Regions from separate parts of the Ovis aries genome. Here region 2 is linked to region 1. The links are chromatin contacts, called in public Hi-C maps. All regions are on one chromosome and are shown on one strand. The core of a region is the stretch at or near the end of the contact, and the rest is flanking DNA. Distances in the headings are between cores, read along the strand shown. Region 1 holds the start of LOC114110806 (putative uncharacterized protein encoded by ZNF503-AS2). Region 2 overlaps LRMDA (leucine rich melanocyte differentiation associated).

Evidence for each region. A called contact is a pair of places that touch in the nucleus more often than the background predicts.
Region 2: a contact with region 1 is called in a Hi-C map of hypothalamus, with 5 times the contacts expected there. The contact joins the enhancer-like site here to the promoter of LOC114110806 in region 1. A contact is called at or near these places in 8 of 16 Hi-C or Micro-C datasets (hypothalamus, liver, mesenteric adipose tissue and 4 more).

Annotation. Positions count from the first base shown.
Region 1 is chr25:30,347,305-30,351,749 of ARS-UI_Ramb_v3.0, forward strand. LOC114110806 (putative uncharacterized protein encoded by ZNF503-AS2) reads left to right here and starts at 2,181. Exons shown (of 4, transcript XR_006058018.2): 1 at 2,181-2,519; 2 at 2,763-2,926. It overlaps ZNF503 (zinc finger protein 503), which reads right to left and starts at 2,436. Exons shown (of 2, transcript XM_027962213.2): 1 at 1,784-2,436; 2 at 1-1,049. The coding sequence starts at 2,092.
Region 2 is chr25:31,015,164-31,020,015 of ARS-UI_Ramb_v3.0, forward strand. LRMDA (leucine rich melanocyte differentiation associated) reads left to right here. Exons shown (of 8, transcript XM_060406709.1): 3 at 1,253-1,384. Among named protein-coding and RNA genes, the nearest start is that of TRNAG-CCC, 600 kb to the left of the region's middle. Within about 2 kb of position 1,583, at least 19 of the 54 cell types and tissues checked have an H3K27ac peak or open chromatin away from gene starts, as enhancers often do. A contact at or near this core is called in hypothalamus, where this site is marked.

The DNA of each region.
Region 1 (4,445 bases), core at 931-3,430:
CACGACGCGCTGGCTGCCGCCGCCCCAGCCAGGTGACTGGCGCAGTGGTAGCTGAGGCAGTACGGGTCCCGACACAAACTGGCTGTCATCACGGACGGCGGTGACGCTCCGGCCAAGGGGCTCGAGCCGGCGGGCTTGCTGCAGCCCAGAGAACCCGCCGCGGCCGCCGCCAGCTGAGCCCCCACTAGGCTGCCCGGCTTGGTGGGGTCGAGCGCCACGCCGTGTGGCAGGAACTGGGGCGGGTAGCCGGCGTAGGCCCCAGCCAGGCTCCCTGGGTAGGTCATGCCCGCGGGAGGCAGAGGGAACACTGTTTGGCCCGGCTTGTAGGGCGACACGGGCGCCACCAGCCCAGAGCCCAACACAGAGGAGGAGGTGGGCGCGCTGGGGCCGGAGCTGGAGCCGGAGCCTGATGAGCCGCCGCAGTCCGAGCCTAGAGCCTTGCCCCCGGGGCCCCCATCTGGGTGCTGGTTCACGTCCACATTGATCCCGCCGCCACAGCTAATCCGGCCGTGCGCCAGCCCCGTGGGTCCCCCTTCGGCCGAGGCGCCCCCGGAGCCCTTGGCGCCGCCACCGCCGCCGCCCGCCTCGGGGTCCTTCTTGTCGTCCTTGCCATCCGGGCCGCCCCCGGCCGAAGGCAGCATGCCTCCTGGAGAACAGGCCGAGGCGCTGGAGCTTGGGCTGCCTGTCCTGGGCGTGAATGGCTGGCAGGTGGCGCTCGGTACCCGGAATCCGGACTTCTCCGCCGAAACCCCCCCGCCGCCGCCCCCGCCGCCCCCTCCTCCTCCGCCGCCGCCGCCTCCCGGTTCTTTCTTATCCGAGCCGGGTTTGGAGTACGGCTTGAAACTCGACTTGTCTTCCACGCCGATGTCGCTCAGCTTGAGGGGGCCCGACTTGGCGTCCTTGTCGCCCCCGGCGCCGCCGCCGGCACCGCCCGTGCCACCCCCGTTGGAGGCCACTGAGGAGAGTTTGGACGAGGGCGAGGGGTCGGGCTTCCCGATCTGCGAGCATGTTTGGGCCAACAGCGCCAGCGGGCTCTTCTTGGCATCGAGCTGCAGGGTCAGACGTGGGGCGGGGGGGGGCGCACAAAGAAAGAAGGGGAAACCCTTTAGAATCCTGCCTTCTAGGTTTCGAGCGCACCTCAGCCAAGACCGTAAAGATCCTTCCAGCCCCGAGGCGCAAATCTAGGAGACATCCCTTCTACACACACATTCTCTTTCTTGAGAAAGGCCACAGCACCCCCACCCCACCCCCAGCCCCGCCACCAGGATCTTTCCTGTCCTCTCTAAGCGATAACTGGATTGGAAAAAAAAAAAAAACAAACTCGAAAAATGTTTTGGTTTCTGATTCTTTGACCCAGAACTGTACTCCCCACCCCCACCTCTAATACTTCAGAGTAAGGGCTCGGGTCGTTGGCGCCTTAGAGGCTGTGTACAAATACCAGCTTCTGGGAAACCGGAGGACCGGGACTTTGGAACCGTATTTTGGACTCCCGTCTGTCTTCTGGCCTGAGAGTGAGGGGGCCTGGGTCGAGGTAGGGGCTTTAACACCAATGGAAGAAACAAGTTTTGATTGCCTTGGCTCCTAGCATTCACACCCCATTCTACCTCCTCCCCTCTTTCCGCCCTAGTTTTAAGGTGCGGGAGCACGATCCTCTCCCCTCATCCCGGAGCTGAATCACTCCGATCCCCCCACCTTCACCCCCTGCAGATCACAAGAGAAAGAAATCCCGTGGAGGGGCAGCCAGAGTGGTGGTCCCAGCGCGATCCGGGGATAGGGTCCTTACCTCTATGGGGCTGACGGGAGTGGAAGGCAGGGGCTGCAGGTACTCAGGGTGCAAAATGTGGCCAGTCCGTGCCGTCAGCATCTTCAGCACCTTGATGGGCAGGCGGTTAGCCTGGCGGAGGGGGTCAGAGGGGGGCACAGCGTGCACAAAAGGCTTGGTGCTGCCGGCCGGGGACGAGCCTGGGCCGGGGCCGGAGCTATTTCCAGAGAGCGCGCTGGTCCAGGCAGGGTCCGCACTGCCGCCGCCGCCGCCGCCGCCGCCGCTGTGCTTACTGCTTCTTAAGGCAGAAAGCGAGGGCGCTGTGCTCATGACCCACCCGCGCGCATGGGAGCAGCGGGGGGAGGGCTCCAGGAGGCGCGGGGCGGGCTCCGGGCTGCGCTCTCGCCCGGGGAGCAGGAGCAGCAGGAGGAGGTGGAGCTGGCTCGGCGGTCACAGGCGCCCAGCGCGCCTTCTTGGCGCCTGGAGCCACAAGCGAATAATCCTGGGTGGCCCGCAGCGGAGCCGCGGCCGAGCGGGAGGAGCCGGCCCGACTGCGGGAGTGCCGGGTGGCTAGCCGTGTCGGCCTTGGGCTGTGCCCCTGCGCTGCGCACTCGCGGCCCGGCGCTGGCGCTGCTCTCCGCGATGTGAGCCGCTGCCTGTCCAGCCGGGGCTCTGGCGAGGAAACTCACTTCAAAAGCAGCTGCACCGAGGGGGAGATTAAAGCCTTTGCCGCCTTCCAATCAAATGGGAGCCCGAGGTGATTGGAGGGTCAAGGGGATGTGACGCGTCCCGCGCCGCCGCCGCCGCCGCCAGGACTCTCAGCGCTGGTTTTAATGGGCAGCTCCCTCTTTGCCGCTCCCCCTGCGTGTCCCCTCCCTAGATTTCGCTCGGAGGACGAGCTGGACATTTATTCTACGTTTGCTATCTGCCGCCTCCCTCTCTTTTCTTCCTCGTCGTCCTTTTCCCCAGCTGGAGAATAAACTGAAACCTTCTTTTGCAGGAGGGTGCTTGCAAGGAACAGTTTGAGCGTGTTCAGAAGGAGCACTAGCAGGAGTCTGGACAACGGCCGGACTGTCAACTCCAGGGCCGCCACGGAGGTCCACACCCCCAAGTATTCTCTCCCCCGCCTCAGTAATTGAAATCTCCTGCGGTGCAGCCGCCTGGGTAAGGAAAGGTGGGGAGCGGGTGTTGGAGGAAGTCCGCCCGCCCGCTTTGATTTCCCGGGATTCGGCGGCAGAGAAACCAGAAGCTAGGTGGGCAGCGGAGGCGGAGGAGGCAAGTCTCGGCTCTAAGCTAGGTTCCCCGCCCTTCCCGGCCACGTGACGCCCGGAGATGCGCAGATTGGGGCAGGAGGGGGGTCACATGTTTCCTCTGTTTCACACTCAGCACCCCCCCGCAATTCTTACTCTCCTTTGCCACCCTCTCTTCTACCCGCGCCCCCCTCCCGAGTTCTCTGGGCATCTCCACCCCTCCATCAATTGTCAATGTTCCTCGACCGCAATCAATCAGTTATTTGTCAGCTCTTGTCAATCCGCCGGTGATTTATGTCAGCTTTTGTTGCTGATTACAAGGCGGGTGCGACTTGAAGGGAAAAAGGGAGAGGGAGAGAGAGACGCAGAGGAAGGAAGAGACTGAGGGGGAACTGAAGGAGGGGGAAGGAGGAGCAGCCTCCTGGGATGAGAGGCGGGGGCTCTAAGAAAAAGAATGAAAGAAGAGAAAGAGGCGCTCGGTGTCAGGAAAATGAATAGTGAGAGTAAAGTGCGCAGGTGCGCCAAGGGCGCTGAGAAGGGTGCGCTGGCCTGGGGTGTGCGCCTCGCTCCTCTAGGTACTGGAGAGAGAGATAACACCCTTCCACCTCTGGGGATTCCGTTCCTTTGGGGCCACGCGCAGAGTTCCGAGCGCTCTCGGTATCCGAGACAGGCAGTGGCGACGTCCAACACGGGAGATTTTTTACCCCCCAAGCCATGGTACTCCCTTCGGGGTACGTTGAGTGCAGTCGTCAGGCTGCCAGCTGGCCCCCTCTACCCCCTCCCTAGTGCCCTGACTCCAAACTCGGAAGCTTCTTTCTAAGAGCCACATTACCAACGTAGCCTTGAGTTCTGGAGGTCAGTGGTGGGGTACCCCCCCCTCAGTTCTTTGACACCCGTCCCCCATCGTGGCTAGGGCTGAGAGGTTGCGAAGAAGAGGCCTGACGTGTGTGTTGGGGCAGATAGGTTCCAGGCTCACTCAGGCCCCCTCTTCCAGCCCTCCCTCAACCCCTGCCATCCCCGCAGTCTTGGTAGCCAGGGTTACTCTGGGCTGCTCGCTCGAATTTATTGGAACGCCGAGCCGGGACTGACCAGCGCGGGGAGAGCAGAGGGAAGAAGCAAGAGAGAGAGGGTGGGTGCGGCGGGGTGGGGTGGGGTGGGGTGGGGGCGGCTGCCTGTGGGAACAACTGGCTCTTCCAGGGAAGCGGAGCGGGACCGCCGCGTTCCCCTCGATTTGCACCGTCATTCGGGCTGTTGGGAAGGCAGAGGGGAGGCGCTCTGCGTGCCTCCGCGTACCTGGATCTGAGTGCAGAAGTGTGTATGAATGCCTGTGCATCTGTGTGAGTGGTCAGGGCTTTGGTAGCGTCTGGAGCGAATTCGAGGGGTGGGTGACCTCCAAAAACTCGCAGAAACTGGAAGGGGGCGAGAGAAGGGTA
Region 2 (4,852 bases), core at 333-2,832, 670 kb after region 1:
AAATAGTGTAGACAACATCTCCCCGATTGGTTACATTTTATAGAAGAGCCAGGGAGCCCATGCAGGCCAGCCCTCTGGCCAGCGTTGTCATAGCTCAGCTGTCAGCCTCTGCAAGCTCAGCACAGCTCTTGGGTCTGGCAGGTGAACGAGCTGGGAGCATGTGGCCTGGCCCTGTGAGTCCCTCCATTGGGCGGCTTTCTGTAATCACCATCAGTGTGCACCGGCCAGGCACATGCGCCAACTGCCCCTCGCTGCTGGCACCTCATGCACCCCTAACCTTGCGAGTTAACTTTCAGCCATGCCTGTGGCCAGGGTGGTTTTCGCCTTTCTGATACTTTTTTGCCCTGAGCTGGGTACCTCATCCTTTCAGATGTCTGTTTTCTTTACTGCCTCCGCATCTCTACTGTTGGGTTCAGTGCTTTTTTTTTTCCTTCAAAAACTAAAGTGAGAAATCCACTATCCATAAATTAAAACCATAAACATCAAGCAGGGAGCCTTGAGGCAGAAATTCCCTCAACCCCTTTCTTAACCTACCCCTGCCTAACAAAAAGAAATCATGAAAGAAAAAGAAACCGCCCCTCGGACTGGAGTGACTGTGTGCTTCCTCGGGTGTCTTGCCTTTTGAGGTAGCCACTGGGACACTGGGCAGAAGCAAATTAAGTGATTAGTAAAGAAAAAAAAAAAGCAGAGATGGGGGAAAGTCAAAGGCGGTGAATGCAGAGAAAGGAAGCCTTCCCTGCCGTTTCCTAGGACTGCGCAGAGAACAGCTAAGAAATGATACTTGAAGTTATATTTATTATTGTAAGAGGGTATGATATTTCTGGGCAGAAATGATGGATGACAACTTAAATTTGTGTCCAGGGAATGAAGGTGAACTGTGACAGAGTTATTTATCTTGGGAATGGAGGTTAGGGTCAGCCGAGGCTGGGTGCCTGAAGCCACAAGACATTGACAAATTTATCCTGCAGGCCGTATCTGAAGCCCTTTGTTTTGGATCCTGGCTACTCAGTAAGTGACCCTCATCCTTCATGTTGGCAATGCGTGAAGGATGCGGTGAGTGCCAGCGGCCCCTTCTCCCCCGCTGCCCCCGCCCCGGCTCCCTCTACTAATTCTTGTCATTCACTTTGCTGACAGGCACCAAGCCCAAACTATTCCCAGTCCTGAAAGGGAAGGTTAAAATATTTATTTCGGCTCATAATGGCCTCCCTGATTTAGTGCAGGACCATTTTTCCTGTTGCCTTTGTCATTGCAGGTCACTGGAAGGACTGAGCGCGTTCGGGAGCCTGGAGGAACTCATCTTGGACAACAATCTGCTCGGCGATGACCTCGTGTTGCCGGGGCTACCCAGGCTCCACACCTTAACCCTCAACAAGAACCAAATATCCTTGTCTCTGCCCCTGCCCCCACTCCCTGCCTGGCCCCGCAGCGGTCCCCTCCCGCAGGCCATCCCCCCCACACAAATACCTGTGAAATGTCAAATGAGTTTTATGTGTCAGCTAAATTAAAGTAGGTGAAATACAGTCCGTGGGCAGACAAAGCGTTCTGTCTCCTGGCACTCGGGACACTTCAGAGTAATTTATTATAGGTCATTCATAAATGAAATGCACCATTATATCTTCCTGTTGCTCCATTTTAGTGTAGAGATCTAAGTTATGGCTGTGAAGAAATCTTTTTAATAGATAAAAATAGAGAAAGAAAATAATGTCACTGCTGCCGAGAAGGCAAAGCCGGCTTCTGTTTGCTTGGGCTTGTGTGGGAGGGCGACCTCTGGTGGGAGGCAGAGGGTAGTGCGGCCAAGCGACTTCAGCCTCCACGGAGGGTTCTGGAAGGCTCTGGGGCAGACTTGCGGAACACTTCTGACCGGAGAGAGGGGAAAGGGGCTCAGGTGGAGGATAAGTGTGAAGCCCAGGTCCAGCTCTGCCCCCCATGGTGTTTACAGTACTGGGATGATGAGAAGGGCCAAGGAGAGCCGTTCCAGTGTGTGGTTTCTACTTAAGGTGGTGAGGATCCAGCAGCTTGGGGTGATACTTCAGAGGGATCCATTGCTCTGGATTCTGTAATGAGGCTGAGAAATGAATCACAGGGTTATGCAGTGTGAGGCACACAGCTCCTCCCAGCAGAGCTGTGGACCTCTGTGTCCACACAGTGCCACCTCTATGCCCGCCCAGTGCCACCTCTATGTCCACCCAGTGCCACCTCTATGTCCACACAGTGCCACCTCTATGCCCTCCCAGTGCCACCTCCATGCCTGCCCAGTGCCACCTCTATGCCCGCACAGTGCCAGTGTGCTGAAGCAGGCTGTTTTTTCAGCTTTGTTACTACTTGTTTCCTTCACACCTAGAATAACGTCTGGCACAAAGTTGAAGTTTAATAAATGATTGTGGGATGAAGGAATTGTTATGATCAGCTAGCTGTTCTTTATTGAGCACTCCTATGGATGAGGGACTGTGCTTGGTAACTTCAAGTGCATTTGTTTTCATTCTTGCAAACCCTTCGAGAAGGGTGTGGTTTCTCCATTTACCTAGATTAGCAAAGAATTGAAGTACAGGCCCGCAGCCAGTTGTTTAACAAGATACCAGGCCCTGGATTCAGTCTCAACTGAGGCCAGATCCAGAGTTCTTTCCACTTGACTATGTTGCCTCAGACTTGAAATCCAATCACCTTGTTTTATGGATGGAGTATTTGAGACCTGAAGTGGTTTAATCACGTTTGTGTTCACATGGTAAGTTAGAAACAGGATGGGGCATTTTCCCACAAAGTATGAAATAAAGCTAGATATACATGTTCAGTTCAGTCTCTCAGTTGTGTCCGATTCTTTGTGACCCCATGAATTGCAGCACGCCAGGCCTCCCTGTCCATCACCAACTCCCGGAGTTCACTCAGACTCATGTCCATCGAGTCGGTGATGCCATCCAGCCACCTCATCCTCTGTTGTTCCCTTTTCCTCCTGCCCCCAGTCCCTCCCAGTATCAGAGTCTTTTCCAATGAGTCAACTCTTTGCATGAGGTGGCCAAAATACTGGAGTTTCAGTTTTAGCATCAGTCCTTCCAAAGAACACTCAGGACTGATCTCCTTTAGAATGGACTGGTTGGAGTCCAAGGGACTCTCAAGAGTCTTCTCCAACACCACAGTTCAAAAGCATCAATTCTTCGATGCTCAGCCTTCTTCCCAGTCCAACTCTCACATCCATACATGACCACAGGAAAAACCATAGCCTTGACTAGATGGACCTTTGTTGGCAAAGTGATGTCTCTGCTTTTGAATATGCTATCTAAGTTGGTCATAACTTTCCTCCCACAGAGTAAGCGTCTTTTAATTTCATGGCTGCAGTCACCATCTGCAGTGATTTTGGAGTCCAAAAAAATAAAGTCTGCCACTGTTTCCCCATCTATTTGCCATGAAGTGATGGGACCAGATGCCATGATCTTCGTTTTCTGAATGTTGAGCTTTAAGCCAACTTTTTCACTCTCCTCTTTCACTTTCATCAAGAGGCTTTTTAGTTCCTCTTCGCTTTCTGCCATGAGGGTAGTGTCATCTGCATATCTGAGGTTATTGATATTTCTCCCATCAGTCTTGATTCCAGCTTGTGCTTCTTCCGGCTCAGCGTTATATACGTTAAGATTGGCATATGTGATTATGTCAGCTGTCAGAATGATTTGCCAAATTATTTATTAATCACTGCTTATATGTTGTTATAAGTTAATATTTATTCAGTAAAATATGCTGTTTGTGGCCATTATTAATTGGTATTTTCTTAGAAGAATGAGAAGGCTTACAAGTAAATATGAGTCCTTATCATAATGAAATATTCATGGATTATTTTTTCCTCTCCTATCCTTTGGTCAACCAGATTTCCTGGTTGTTGCAAATATTAGCAAAGAATTGAATAAAAATTACTGAAAATAATTTTTCAAACAATTATAGTGTCTTATAGCTTCTTTGCCATTTGAGATGATCAACTGCTTGATATTCTCAAATCAATTAAGAATAAAAGGATAATTAGACTAGAATTTGAATGATATGTTTCCTCCTATGGACCCCATGCTCATATTCTGTGTCCCACATTACTGTAGAGTGTTGGAGTTGTTGGACTTGGGGTTCATGTGGCAGTTTAATTACAGTTACCATGGCCACACAGCTAAGCTTCTGAGAGCCTCTGTTTCTTTTCTTTTTTTTTTTTGTACGTGTGATTTTACAGCTTTCACCTGCCTGTTAGAAAAACTGACAAAGAGGAATGTATGAAAATTTTGTGTGTGTGTTGGAATCAAAGTGCAATGGTGATATATGCAAAGCAGATTTTTGTGTGACTCTAAAACCAGCTGCCTCTGCTCTGGGATGTTGTCAAGATAGCAATATAAGAAATGGTGCTGTGAGAAGGGCTTCCCTAACAGCCCACAGATGAAGCCACAAAGCTTGTACAGCAAATGCTAATCCCAAACTCAATTCCTCTTCTCACTCAACACACTTCCTGGCCACTTCTCTGTAGTATTAGTTGATACATCCCGAGACATGCAAACTCATTTTAGCACCAGCTTGAGCCAGACAATTAAAAGAAGGGCGCACCCACTATGAGAGAATGCCATTTTGTATCATGACAATCTGCAGATGAATTAGTGGGTGATTTTTTTGCTCAATCACTGATTTGTATAATAACTCTTGGAAAGTATTTTTTTTGGATACCTATGTGTTTAATACTCATAGGTTATAGTATTGCTTTTTTCTATTACCACTAGCAGTCGAAGAGAGATTGAGCAAATATTGATGGTTGACAGATTACCTGGTTAGATTAAATTGGTTAGATTCTACTAAGATTCATGTTTCATGTGAATTTACTAGGCATTATTATCTCTCA